3 separate regions of the Mus musculus genome follow, and all the other regions are linked to region 3. The links are chromatin contacts, called in public HiChIP or PLAC-seq maps. All regions are on one chromosome and are shown on one strand. Each heading gives the region's core, a stretch centred on a gene start, on an enhancer-like site or on the middle of the called end of the contact. The rest is flanking DNA. Distances are from core to core; before and after follow the strand shown.

Region 1 (4,499 bases), core at 808-3,307, 120 kb after region 3:
TACAGTGTTTAGGGGCCAGGCAGTTACACAGGGACTCTGGAAGCTCTTGGCATAATACTATAGCATTACAATAATTCTGGCTTGCAAATTATAGCCCAGAAGAAACCTTACAGGAGCGACAACTCTGACTCTGTGGCCAGCTGAAAGCAGAATGTGAAAAAAATAAGTTGTGAAATACAACTTCGCTTCCTAAACCTTCAGAAAAGCAAGATACTGTTTCCATGTGCAGCACACATGCAGGGAGCAGAGAACAGGCCTCCAGACCCTGGGGAGGACTTTCTTGGCCCAGGTGGCCTGGCTGACTGCCAGGATCTGGCTTCCTTTCCTTCCTGAGCCTAGAAGCTGGAGGGAGGGGGCGGGACGGGGGTGGGGCTTAAAACGAGGATGTCCTGGTCGGTCAGGTTTTTTCCCCTTAATTGGGGCCTCCCTCCATGCAGCATGATTAAGTGCTTGCGCAGCAGAGCAAGGATTTAAAGGGTAATTTGAGACATATAAGTGTAGGGATACCCAAAATAAGCATCTCAGCATCAACTTCTGGGGTCTCTCCCTATCTATGCTCCACACACCAAACGTTCAGCCTTGTCCTGTGTGCAGAGTTTAAGACTATTTCCTAAGGATGCTAAATGAATAGGTCTCAGGTAAGAAATAAGTGGGAATGTTATCGGAGATTGTTGGGGTTCAGGTAGCAGTGGGGTTTGGGAAATTCAAGTGGTCTTAGGGAACGAGAGAGGCAAGTAGTCTGACTACGTGGGGCTGAGCAGATAGATTGGAGCCTTCGGAGTCATGGGTCTGCCTTTTTCTAGTGTGGTGTCGCTGGAGCCTGAGTCTGGTAGGTCGCAGGGAGAGTTTGGAAGAGGTCACATTGTGCCTTACCAGGTCCCGAAGTCTCAGGATGAGAGTCTGACCTCCAGTACTAGCAGATCCTGGATTTGCTCTCTACTTCGATAGGTTACTGTTCCTACAGGACACAGGAAAAACAGTGTGTCCAACCTATATATAATGTACAGGTGACAGGTGAAATTACGGTCACAGTGTGTTATTTTGGCAAATCACCATTCTGAAGGACGGTTTCAGCTCAGAGGTACTCAAGGGGGATGGGGGGTGGGGCTGGCCAAATAGAACTTCCAAACATATCTAACATCTAGAAGGCAGATATCTTATTTCATTTTCAGGCAGTATTTTGTTCTTGACAAGGCTCCTGCTACCCCCTCTGAGAGCAGACTCAGAAAGCTACCCCCCTTTGGCCTGGGTTTCCTCACGTTTGGATAATAACTCCATTGTCTTAAGTTACATCATCACAGTGCCACCAGATCCTAGTCATCCATGTATAATCTACCTCGGGGCCTCAGTTTCTCCATCTGGAAAACTGTCTCTGGATTAAATAGAGTCTCGCCAGCTCCGGCAACCTTAAGCGTTAAATGTTTACATAGCTGGTTCCACTAGGTTGGCAGTGAACAGGGTTAAAGCCCCACTTCCTAGAAGGTGAAAAGGTAAGCAAACAGTCCGACCTCCCCTTAGCCTTGCTCAGGGATTGGTGCCCCGCCTGGTCCCAGCCGCCTATCCCGTCCGGATCCGTCATCTGGATTGCTAATACACTCATTAGCATAAAGAGTTTTTCCGAAGACCCGGCGCCGGAAAAGCTGAACCGGAGTCTCTGTCCCTTTAAAGAGAAGAGGGACAGCCACTCTCTCATTTTAGGGCATCTCCTCTGCATGGTCCTCTCGGTCAACTAGAGGTCGTGCGTTAGTCCAGCCTGCCTACCACCTCGATGGTGGACATCCATTCCTAGAGTGCACGGCGCGTGGGCCCCCAGGGACTGTGCTGACTGCTTTGGCTTCAAAGAGCCGCAGTCCCTGCTGGAGGGAGGCACGGCCTGCCAAGCCGCAGGACGCGGGCGCCCTAGGGCAGGACCCCGGAGCTGGCGCCCAGGCGGCCGCAGGAGGTGGCTCGTGCAGTCGTGAGGAGGTTCCTGGCTGCACGCGGGGGCGTGGCCTAGGAGGGGCGTGGCATTGGCGGAGGGGTGGGGCCTGCGGGAAGGGGCGGGGCCGCGGCGCTGGGCGGGTTCTGGCGGCCGAGTGTCACACACGCGGCGGCTCGGGAGGCGGCAGCAGAGGCAGCGGCAGAGCCAGGCGCCGCCGGGACGGGCAGGGGCGCGCGGGCTCCGCCAGGCGCCGGCCGCCTCCCTCATTCGTTCGCTTGTTTTCCGACCCGCAGTGGGGCCGGGCTCGCCCCCGTGCACTCGAGAAGCCCGCAGCTGGCCGCGGCTCGCACGGGGCAGGGGCGCGCTCCGCGAGGGTGGGGGCGCTGGGTGCGGGCGTGCGCGGCGGGGGGCGCCTGGCCTTCCGCTCTAGGCGGCCCGGGTCCCTATGAGACACGTCTGTGCGGGGCGCGAGATCCAAAGCTCGGTCGGCGCGCGGCAGGGGCGGAGGGCTGTGCAGCAGCGGCCGGAGCCAGGCGGCGGCCGGCAGGAGGCGGCGGCTGCGAGAACTTGAACTTGGCGACCGGTGCCCCGCACGCCCCCCACCGGGGCAGGGGCGTTGCGGGACTGGGCGACAGCGTTGTCCCCCGAATGGCCGCGGCGGCGGACCGGGCTCGCGCGCCGCGGCCCTAGGCGGCCCTTCGCCATGGCCAAGTGGCTGAACAAGTACTTCAGCTTGGGCAACAGCAAGACTAAGAGTCCGCCGCAGCCGCCGAGGCCGGACTACCGGGAGCAGCGGCGCCGGGGCGAGCGACGAGAGCAGCCCCCGCAGGCCGTGCCGCAGGCCTGCTCGGCGTCCTCGGCGTCCTGTGGGTCGGCCGCCGCCTGCTTCTCGGCCTCGTCGGGCTCTCTGCCCGACGACAGCGGCAGCACGAGTGACCTCATCCGCGCCTACCGCGCGCAGAAGGAGCGCGACTTCGAGGACCCGTACAACGGGCCGGGCTCGTCGCTGCGCAAACTGCGAGCTATGTGCCGCCTGGACTACTGCGGCGGCGGCGGCGGCGGGGACCCCGGCGGGGGCCAGCGCGCCTTCACGGCGGCAGCGGGAGCTGCGGGCTGCTGCTGCGCGGCGGCGGGAGCGGGCGCCGCCGCGTCCTCGTCCTCATCCTCCGGCTCCCCGCACCTCTACCGCAGCAGCAGCGAGCGGCGGCCGACGACGCCGGCGGAGGTGCGCTACATCTCCCCTAAGCACCGACTCATCAAAGTGGAGAGCGCGAGCGCTGCGGGGGACCCTCCGGGAGGCGTGTGCTCTGGCGGCCGTACCTGGAGCCCGACGACCTGCGGAGGCAAAAAACTGCTCAACAAGTGCTCCGCCGAGGAGACCGGAGCTGGTCAGAAAGATAAGGTAAGCTCCAAAGCTATTGGTGCGCTTGGGGAACTGAGGCACTGCCACGTTTCCCATCCCTTGCATCAACTTTGCTCTGGCATCCTGGGGTCTAGGCTACAGCGCTCATTTTGCCAGATGGTGATTAGACTCCGACTCTTTGGTTCCTGCTCCCCAAACGCACCCTTGCGGATCCCAGAGCCAGAGCGAGAGCACCCCGTCTAACTACCCAGAAGACAGACCCAGCCAGCCCTTCCGGCTCCCCCAGTAAAGTTAGCAGCGGCTGGCCTAAAAGAGCATTTACTCTCGTTTACCCCGGGGTCCCTGTAGTGGTCCCCCTCCCAGATGCAGATGGGAATTGAGGTCTAGAATGGGAAAGGGAATCTCCGGGTCGTAGATTTCCTTATTGGCTGTCCCAGAATATCTGTATGTGTGTAAATGCTTCTAAACGTCCCACTCTGCGTGCCAGGTTTCCGAAGCCAAGCGGCCTTTTGTACTAGAGCGATATTGGGAACCCCCATGCAGGCTTTTCCGGTGTTAAGGTTCGTCCTCCCAGAGAATTTACCCATCTGGCCTTTCCCACCCGCTCTCCCCAGCTCCGCAGGCAGTCTGCTAAAAAGAGACCCTTCTCTGCCCACTTCATTCTCTTTCCTGATTCCATCCCTGTAGTACCGTCTCGGGAATGAGAAGCCTTTGTGGCAATCCCCTGCCGAATCTATCAGGCCATCTTGTTCCCTGCTTCATAACAAGGGAGTTAATTACAGGCAGGCCCCTCTACTCTTCCTTCCCTTCACACTCCTGAGTTAACCTCCCTTCCCCCATAAAATACTTGTTCTGCCCACTTCTCGCTGAGGCAGTGTTTTGATTAAATCTGAGGCCCAGTGAGAGATCTTCACGGCAGGGTTGCTTGGCTGGCCGGCCCCTGCTTTGCCTGCGTTCTTCCCCACACTCTCCTTGCAAGCTCAAACTTTTGCCTGGACTGATAGAGATTGGCTAGCCTAGCAGGGAGACATTTCCTACCTGTCAGCGGGTGCTTGGCAAGGCTTCTTTTTGCTTTATGGGAGAGGTGAGGAAGGATATGCCCTCCTGAAAAAGTTGCCTGTCTGGTCTCCCTGGGGTCATCCTGCATTGTCTGCCCAGGATGGATGGTATGAGCAGCCTGAAGGAGCCTATGTCCCCAGGAACGGTGTGGGCACA
Region 2 (4,483 bases), core at 1,859-4,358, 120 kb before region 3:
TGTGTGTGGAACGCTATACCCCCTCACTCATGTTAATTACATGTAAATGATGTGCAAATATATGTAAACAACACCTCACTGAATTATGTAATATTAGTAATTGGATTTTTAAAATATTAAAAGGGAGCTGGAGAGATGGCTCCGCGGTTAAGAGCACTGACTACTCTTCCAGAGGTCCTGAGTTCAATTCTCAGCAACCACATGGTGGCTCACAACCATCTGTAATGGGATCTGATGCCCTCTTCTGGTGTGTCTAAAGACAGCTGCAGTGTACTTACAAATAATAAATAAATATATCTAAAAAAAAATCCCAAAATATTAAAAGGTCATCTGTATTTTCATTTGTAGTATTCTGGAAAAGGCAAAATTGAAGGGATGGCTATAAACTGGGCTGGGGTTGTAAAGGGTGAGACTCTAGGGAGGGGTTGGAAAACACAGGGGCAAAGACAGGCAGCATTTGGAAGTAAGGGAATATGAAACTGGTTTTTCTTTTTTTTGAGGTGGGATCTCACTAAGTAGCTCTGGCTGTCCTGGAACTTACTACATGGATCAGGCTGGCCTTGAACTCACAGAGATGTTACTGCCTCTGCCTCCTGAGTGCTGGGATTAAAGGTGTATGCCTCCACAGCTGTGGACAGTGGTGGATACAGGACTATCTATGGTCTCCAGACTATGCCTAAAGAATGATTTTAATGATTATAAAACCTTAATAGACTTGACTTTTTCATGTTTTTATTCCTGCATTGGACATTCTTGCTCTGCCCACCACGTGCACACATTTTTCTCAAGGCGTTGATTGATGCCTGTCAGACTATCCCCAAATGCCTTGTTTTTTGTCTGTAAGACAGAGATTTGAGTCTTATATCAATATCCCTTAGTGGAGAAGAGCGTGCCTTTGAGATTTGATGATGCGGGATTCAAAGTCTGTCTCCACTACTGCGGAGATGTGTAATGCATGTGACGCTAGAGTATCATTTCCGGTTGGCAGAGGTGTTAGTCAGGCTTCTGTGCCTGTGGCAGAGGCTCTGGATTACCAAGAAGGTTCATTCTGGCTCACGGTTTTGTCCCGTGACAAATAGAGTTGGCTCTATTATGTTGGCAGCATAGAACGTAGTGGTAGAAGCCTGCTCACCTGGAACCCAGGAAGAAAAGCAAAAACAAAACAAAACAAAACAAAACTAGAAAGACAGGACCTGTGATGTAGTTTGGCAACTAAAGGTTCTTGCCTCTAAGCCTGATGACCCAGGTTCTGTCCTCAGAAGCAGGATAGTAGAGGGAGAGAATACAAACCCTGTAATTTCCCCATGTGTGCTGTGGAATGTCCCTGTCGTTGCACCAAACCCTCTCCTGTCTCCTGGTATTCCTTCAATGGCCCAATAAGGCAAGTATTGTTATTACAACTACATAATCTGCTGTTATGGTTCTGATCTTGACTGTCCCCTCAAAGGCCAGCATGCTGAAGGCATAGTCAGTCCCCAGGCTGTGGCCCTTCTGTCTTTGCCTTCCAAACATGAATTTGCAGGTACGAGCCACTACATCTGCTCTTCCGTTTTAGACAGGTGACCTACTTTCACCTCTAAGTTGATGACCCATGCTTTCTGACAGCAATAGGAAACAAGCATACATACCATCTCTGCTGAAGGTCCCCTTTCCTAGACTAGGAGGATTTTATAAGGTACCTGAGGGGCAATGGGCTAGAGATACCCTTGAACTGGTGCCAAGGAGGCTGATAGAGCATGCAAGCTCTCAGGAGTGTGCACACGAGGTCGCTTCTGACCCTTCTGGCTGAGAGGAAGCCCAGTGATCCTGTCCCCACCCCAGAAAAAGAGCCCCTTCACAATGTCACCATGAGACAGCTGCCTGTGTTGAGCCTGCTATCTTCATTCTCTGTTGAGCGTGTACCCTAATCCAGGAGCATAAGCCTGGACACACACACCCTTTCTCAAGGAAAACCCCAGAAGCTTTGCCCTGCACATAACCAGAAACTCTTATTTTGAATCGGACATAATTTTGAGCATGCCAGTTTGTTTTATTTGTGGCTGCATTCCAACAACGTCCACCGGAGGGCGCTGGGTCTATGTTTATAAGGGGCTCTGAACACAAAGCTGGGCATCCTCGGGCCTCCCAAACACTTAAGCAAACAGGACAAAGACTTCTGTACACACAGGAGCTCACACCCAGGCACTGGGGACACAGACTCCCAGACCCAGAGCACCCACTTCCACATAAGTCTGCACATCTCTCTATGTGCATAGACACCCTAGAACATATGCAGACAAATGTATGCATGAACACAGTCAGGTACAGCACACATTCACAACTGTGAATAGTACACACACACACACACACACACACACACACACACCAGCCCAGATTTATACATAGCCAATTACCTATTGGCAGACAATCACAGCCACGTGTAAAATGTCATAAACACACATTCAGATGCAGAGATGCGATTATGCACGGGAAGAGCCGCAGACAGACACGCATGTCTAAATAGCAACACACCCAGCCAGGTAAGGACTCCTTGCCCAGGCCTTTGTTATCTCACTTTGGTGGAAAATGCAGTCCCTCGAGGGCATGGCTAATGTTGTGCTGTTTTCTAAGAAAAACAATGGAAATGTCAACTTCTTAATCCCAACGGAAACTGTACTATTCGTTAAATGTTAATGAAGGGCATTTTTGAGGACAAGCTGTCTCTTAAAAGGAAGGATAGCCCTGCTCTGACAAGGAGGAAACCCCAGCTACAGTTCTACAAACACCTTATTAACATATGGAAAGCTCCGAGACGCTCTAAAGCGCCTTTGGTTCCTACAAAGAATTTCTGAAGCAAATTCAACAGAAAAACATGGATGGGGGAGAAATGGCGTAAAGTTGAAGAACAAAAAAATCCAAACAAACCCCTCTTTCTTAGGGGTGATAAAGAAAGGTGGAGATGACTGTCAGGTGGCCAGGTCTGGAAATTTGCCTTTGTAAAAACAAAATGGTTAAAGGAAGGAAAATGTGAAAGGCAAGAGGAAAAAGGGCCCATAAAGACAGCTGCTTCCATGAAGCGGCAGAGCTAAGAACACACAACCAGGAAAGCACAGCCCTTGGGGCCACCCAGTCCTGCTGTGCAGCTCAGAGGGCGGGGTCTCTGGTGCAGGGGAGGTCAGGGGTAGGTGGGGACTGACCGGGCAGTGTCTCCCAGACGTAAGCTGCCCACTGCTGCATCTTTTCCACAGACCCCCTCAAGAGGTAGGATACAGGGACCTGGGGTCTGGCTCAGGAGACACAGATCTATGCAACCCCTATGTTGAGTGGCACTGGCAGCTCCCTGGACCCTGGTCTTCTCATGTGTGCCTCGAGAAAATGCCCTCTCTAACCACTTAATGTCCTCCTCTTCCGGACACTTGCTCACATAAGCTTCCATCTCGCGTCTCGCTGTCTCCTGTGACCAGAATCATTGAAAGTGGCTCTGTGAGTGCATTTAACCAAGTGCTGGCTGCAGCCTGCAGCCCATCGGCTCCATCCCACTGAACAATAGCTCAGGAAGAGATAAAAGGCATTCATCAGACAGCCAGGCCCAATTATCATGTCACACTGAATGAATGTATTTTAAAATCTTTTCTGACAAGAAAATGTTCCAAGTAGGTACCTTCAAATTAGCTGGAAAATCCAGAAAATTTGCTATTAGACCTTTTTTTTAAGAATCTTTATTCCCCCCTACTGTTCCGAAGGAATTCCTTGGGTGTTAATAATTCCTTCTAAGAGTCTGCCCCTGTGCCTCCCGCTGGGACTGGAATATTCTAACTGCCTGCCCCACTCCCCAGAAGCCACTACAGGGACAATGTAAACTGTGGCTCTGGTGTGAATCACTTGTCCATCAGCTACCTTCAAGTGTCAGGTGCAATTCAGTTCTGTTCTGCCAGCACTCCCAGACCTCTGTTTATCGTCCATTAGCCCTGCCAGAGTGGAGTCCACCCGGGTGACCTTGAAGGGAGACCTCCACCTAAGGCCACATTTTCAAACAGCAAGTTGATTTTGAAACCAAATCTGACTGCTTATCTGTGTGACCTTGAACAAGTGACTTCACTTCTGAGTCCCTTTTTTTTTTTTTTTGCTTTACCTCTAAAAGTCAGGAGATGTCACCAAATTCCTGACACACTACACTGTAGTGAGGAGGGACCTTTTCCTGGAGACGCAGAGGCTTTCCCTCTGGCCCACAGTGTGATCAGGACTGGCATGTCAGGCTGGTTTTGTGGCTGGGGGGTGTGAGTTCCTCACAGCACATAACTATTCATCTTTATTACTAGAATCCTGTAGCAGGTGGCTCTCTGGGCTGAGAGGAGAGTTCTCTGTCCTAATGAGAAACTGCAGCTTGCAGGAGTTCAAGATTTGGAGAAGGGAGAACAGGTGCTCGGTGGGTGGGAAATTGAACTGTGGAGTCAGTTTGTAAATGAGAATAAAGTGGCTTGCTTCACCCCAACCCCTTCATGGT
Region 3 (4,736 bases), core at 1,853-4,352:
CTATCTCTCCCTCCCTCCCTCCCTCCTAGAAACTAGAAATCAGGACATTCCCTTCCTACTACCCCACTCTGCACCCGATGGCCCCTGCTGAATCTATTAGATGTGAAGGTCACAGATAGCTCTGTGTGTGAAGGGGAGGCAAACCCAGCCCCTCCTCCTTACAGTTGCAGAGTCAAGTTTAAAGTCCCATCTAGTTCTGGCCTCAGTGCTGGGAGTCAGGAGGTGTGAACTTAGCACTTCCCTGTGGAAACCTTAGAAGTCAGAAATCCCCTTTGCTGGGAGATCTGAGCTTCCTTTCAGCCCGCCATCACGAGGTACTTGCCAGCCCCCCCCCCTCGCTCCCCCATTTCAAGCTTTCTGTTCTGACGTTTGAAGGGAAGGTTCGCTCTCCCTTTAAGGGCCCTCACACTCTCTGGTAAGATGTTATCTCTCCCACCCCAAGACCCCGGGTCAGGGCCTCTCTCCTAAGGAAGCTTACTCTGGAGAATTATTTCATGGCAGCTCTTTTCCCAAGTCTGCCACATCTGACTTCAGCTTTTGTTAAAAGGCCCACTAAGCCCTAAATGCTTTCAATGAGCATACAAGTCAATTGTTGTGTGACTTCTCTGAGGTGTAAAGAAACATCAGTTCATGCAGACAAAACTACCCCATACTGGAGAAATGAGCCCATCCAAGTCCAGCACGGTGAATTAATGAGTCTATTGAAGCTGGTTATAGGAACACAGGTATGTACAGGAACACAGGTATGTATGGGGTTGCTTGCAGAAGCAAAGATCCTGGAAACTGCATCACCAAAGGGTTCCCCACCACATGGGTGGGGACTCAGAAAAGCTCTATCACAGATGCCCCAACCGTCTATCTCCTGTGGATTCTAGCATCATCTGAGATCAGGTGCAGTTGGGAGGTTGGGGAGGGGTGGCTGGAATTTCAGGCGAGGGTCTGGTAACCCTGGACAGTGTTCCCATGAGAGAACACCAACAGCTCCATCACCATCACCACAGACCCAGCTATAACCTTTTACTTAGATTATTGCCATGACTGTGGGGGCCAAAGTTACCATAGAAACCTCTGCTCGGTGGTGGTTGCTGGCCCTGCTAGATCTAGAAGAAGTAGCTTGGTTCCAGTATGGAGGCTGAAAGGTGAAGAGACTCTGGGCAGCTCAAGCCTGAAAATAGTGGCTCTAGCAGGCCTTGCCCTCTTCCCAGATTCCCTCTGCCTTGGGAAAAACCATTAGATTCAATTCTTAAAGCTAGCCCCCAAGGTCTAGTCCCTTCCCAGGCCACTTCCTCCTCCTGAGGCAGACTACCAAGGTCCAGTTACCAGAGTATTGGAGTCCAGCAATCAAAGGCCCCCTTTGGCTCACCTATTAAAATATACCACTGCAGCTGGGCGTGGTGGCGCACGCCTTTAATCCCAGCACTTGGGAGGCAGAGGCAGGTGGATTTCTGAGTTCGAGGCCAGCCTGGTCTACAGAGTGAGTCCCAGGACAGCCAGGGCTATACAGAGAAACCCTGTCTCGAAAAACCTATATATATATATACCACTGCATCCTAGCCCACTCTAACACAGACTTCCCCTTTTTCTCTTCTTAAAAATGATACCTTCAAGGCCGTTTGCTGCCGTTTTTCTGCTTGTGTCACTTTATCCCCCACCTCCTGTACACCTGTGTGAGAATGCCTCTGGGGGGGTCAGAAGAGGGCGTCAGATCCCCTGTAGCTGGAGTTACCCAGTGTGGGTGGCGGGAAGCCAAACGTGGGTCCTCTGCAAAAGTGCTCTTGACTGTTTAAACATTATTCCAGCTCCTATTTTTATCTTTCTGCCTTTTCACATACAAAGTGTCTGATGAAAATACTGTCACTCTCTCACCTTGTTCCTATTGTGGGGAAGTTAGAAGTATGTAGGCAGGTAGGGGAAACAGGGTGGGCTTCCTAGGTGGGAAGGGTTTCTGGAAAGAAAAGTCCATCCAAAGACAAACATCTGGGTGAGAAGCTGAGAAAAACCCAGGGGTCTTATAAAATGCCTAACCCGGAGTCCCCCAGGAAGCCCCACCTCTGCGTTTCTCCTCCAATCCTGGCTGGAGGAACCAGCCTATCGCAATAAAAGACTTTGTTTCTTTTGTTCTCTCTGCCTCCTGCTTGTGTCTCTAGAAATGGAAACACTTGCTTTAGTCTAGTGTCTTTCTTGGACAGTCAATTCTTTGCCTGTCCAGCAGAGTGACCTTGGCCTCTGAATTACACTGTGAACCCGATGGATGCTGTGGCTGGTTGTTGCAGGGAATTAAACTAACTGTCCTACACACTCTAGGTAAACACTACTGCTGAGCTACCTCCTAGCCTCTTTTAAATTTATTTATTTATTTATGGAGACAGTTGCCACACAACCCAGGCCCTGATTCTCTTGCTGCTTCTTAAAAGGTTTTCTTTGTTAATGCTTTGAGCAGTAATGTTATGATGTGCCTTGGCGTCATTTTTGGTCATATTTCTTGTTCTTGGGGCTGACTCAACATTTTAAATCTGCAGTTTTACATTCACTATATTTATATAAAGTTGCTACAAATAGAACATCTACAAACTAAACAAATGGGGTCTAGATTTCATGTGGGGGGTAGAAATTCAATAATCTCACAAATACATACTGGCCTACGGTTATCCACCCTGGAGATTAGTCTGGCAGGAGTCTCTGAGATTGCACAGCTTGAATCTTAGGGAACCAGATGAGTGACGGCTTACTTCATTAACATTGTAACCATGTGTTCTGTTTTCCCGCTCATTTCACATCTCCCAGACATCGACCTTGAGCTACAAAGTGACAATGCTCAACCAGGACTCTTGTCTTTGCAGAAGGGCCATCCACTTCCCAGACATCCATCCCAGGCAAGCTGGGAAGTGCTGTAATTAGAAACCCGGAGCCCAAAAAGCACTGCGCGAGCTGGGAAGCCAGGGGCAAGACCCAGGGGGCAGAGCTTCCGGGAGACAGTGGGGTGGGTGGGTTCTTGTCAGTTGAGTGAAGGAGGCCTGATGGATTGACTGGAGGGCTGAACCCAGACCAACTATTGTGTCAGTTCCTCTTCGGCTCTCCTTCAGATCTCCCGGAAACTTGAGTTGTGCATCAGTCACCTCCTCCGGAGCTTTCTCCCCACCCCCTTCCTTCTCTGGGTGGTTTAGCTCAGCTGGGGCTCTTAACCAATTAACACTCTTTGCATCTGAAAAGCTCAAATCAGCTCCTCCGAGGTGTGAGAGATCAGAAGTAATTAAGGTCTCTTTCTAATGTAAATCTAAACCTGAAGTGGGATGTTTGTCTCCTTGGGAAATTTGGGTCTAGGGTTGCTGGGGAGCTGGGGAGGTGAAGAAGGGTAGTGACTTCAAGAGTTCCAGAGCGGTTGGATGCTTTCCTGAAATATTAGGTTCTTTTACGTCAGAACCAACTTCACGGGGCAGTGGGAGTGAGCATCTTTCCCTACCTTCATGCACTCACGGGTCCCTTCTCCTGTCTCCCATCCTGATGCAACTGACCCCGTCTTTCCCCCATCCTCCACTCAGCCCCTTTTATTAAGTGCCTGTCACTCTTTGTAATTATTTTATTTACTGGCTTCCCACATCATTAAGTAAATACGTCCAGGTTGTTGTTCACCCTCGAACATAATATATAAAGTTGTCCAAGTGAAAAACAGCCTGACTGCAAATCAGCCCAAGCCGTTTGGAAAGTGCCCTAGAGCCCTTCACACAACAGGGCTCCTATTAAAAGCTTCTTGCCGCCGCCTGCCGCCGCCGCTGCCACCACCACCACCACCACCACCACATTCCCTTTGCTTCCCTTTCTGCCTTGTAGCCAATGACTTAGGATCTGCCATCACTGATCACTGGCTGGCTGTACCCAGAAACAATTCTTCTACGGAAGTGTTAGGTAAACAGCCAGGCTTAGAAGCCACTGAAATTAGACCCTTCCCTCATAATTAGTTTTGGACCTCACTTCCTGTTCTCCTGGTAACATTACAAAAGGAAATATCAGTGCTCCCTCTCCTTAATATTTAAAATATTATATGAAAGGGTATGGGGCATTAGGTTAATGAAAAGCTATTGCCTGGGTAAGAACACTGACTGCTCTTCCGAAGGTCCTGAGTTCAAATCCCAGCAACCACATGGTGGCTCACAACCATCCGTAGTAATGAGATCTGACGCATGTCTGAAGACAACTACAATGTATTTATGTATAATAATAAGTAAATCTTTGGGTTGGAGCAGTCAGGGACTGAGTGAGTGGCATTGACCAGAGTGAGCAGAGGTTCTAAATTCAATTCCCAACAACCACATGAAGGCTCACAACCATCGTACAGCCTCAGTGTACTCATATGCATAAAGATAAATAAATAAATAAATAAATAAATAAATAAATGCACTTGCTTACAGATCTTCACTGCTAAGTTGGCTTGCTCTTCTGAGTTCTAACTCAAAAACAGTGTAACTTAGAGTTACTGTTAGACCTCCTGTCCCCACTTCTCCCACCATGATGCCAACATCTTGAAAGGGACTGAATACTAGAAATATATGTGAGCGCCTCTCTGAATCACCACTCCATCCAAGGTCCTTCCTTATGTAACATATTGGGGCTGAAACCTGGGAGTTCCCTAGTTCCTTCATGTGGTCTCAAGGCACCAACACAGGTGCATGCTGGTGTACTTACCTGCCCTATTTCTTCATAGGCTCCTGCTACGAGGGCTAAAATTTATGTTTTAAGTT

Evidence for each region. HiChIP or PLAC-seq counts read pairs in DNA pulled down with a chosen protein or histone mark.
Region 1: a contact with region 3 is called in an H3K4me3 HiChIP or PLAC-seq map of embryonic forebrain, with 2.5 times the contacts expected there. The contact joins the promoter of Shb here to the enhancer-like site in region 3. A contact is called at or near these places in 1 of 39 promoter capture datasets (epiblast stem cells), 3 of 484 Hi-C or Micro-C datasets (nephron progenitors, stem cell-derived cardiac mesoderm and uterus) and 4 of 115 datasets of contacts at active chromatin or transcription factors (embryonic forebrain, embryonic stem cells, forebrain and 1 more).
Region 2: a contact with region 3 is called in an H3K4me3 HiChIP or PLAC-seq map of embryonic forebrain, with 2.4 times the contacts expected there. The contact joins two enhancer-like sites. A contact is called at or near these places in 10 of 484 Hi-C or Micro-C datasets (Sertoli cells, embryonic ectoderm, embryonic stem cells and 4 more), 14 of 115 datasets of contacts at active chromatin or transcription factors (the SCID.adh cell line, astrocytes, embryonic basal ganglia and 2 more) and 1 of 9 other capture datasets (embryonic stem cells).

What each region holds. Positions count from the first base shown.
Region 1 is chr4:45,528,386-45,532,884 of GRCm38.p6, reverse strand. It overlaps Shb (src homology 2 domain-containing transforming protein B), which reads left to right and starts at 2,057. Exons shown (of 6, transcript NM_001033306.1): 1 at 2,057-3,323. The coding sequence starts at 2,625.
Region 2 is chr4:45,769,441-45,773,923 of GRCm38.p6, reverse strand. No RefSeq gene overlaps it. Among named protein-coding and RNA genes, the nearest start is that of Gm12409, 7.5 kb to the right of the region's middle. Within about 2 kb of position 3,108, at least 44 of the 459 cell types and tissues checked have an H3K27ac peak or open chromatin away from gene starts, as enhancers often do. A contact at or near this core is called in embryonic basal ganglia and embryonic forebrain, where this site is marked.
Region 3 is chr4:45,652,972-45,657,707 of GRCm38.p6, reverse strand. No RefSeq gene overlaps it. Among named protein-coding and RNA genes, the nearest start is that of Gm12408, 15 kb to the right of the region's middle. Within about 2 kb of position 3,102, at least 58 of the 459 cell types and tissues checked have an H3K27ac peak or open chromatin away from gene starts, as enhancers often do. A contact at or near this core is called in embryonic basal ganglia, embryonic forebrain, epiblast stem cells and 1 more, where this site is marked.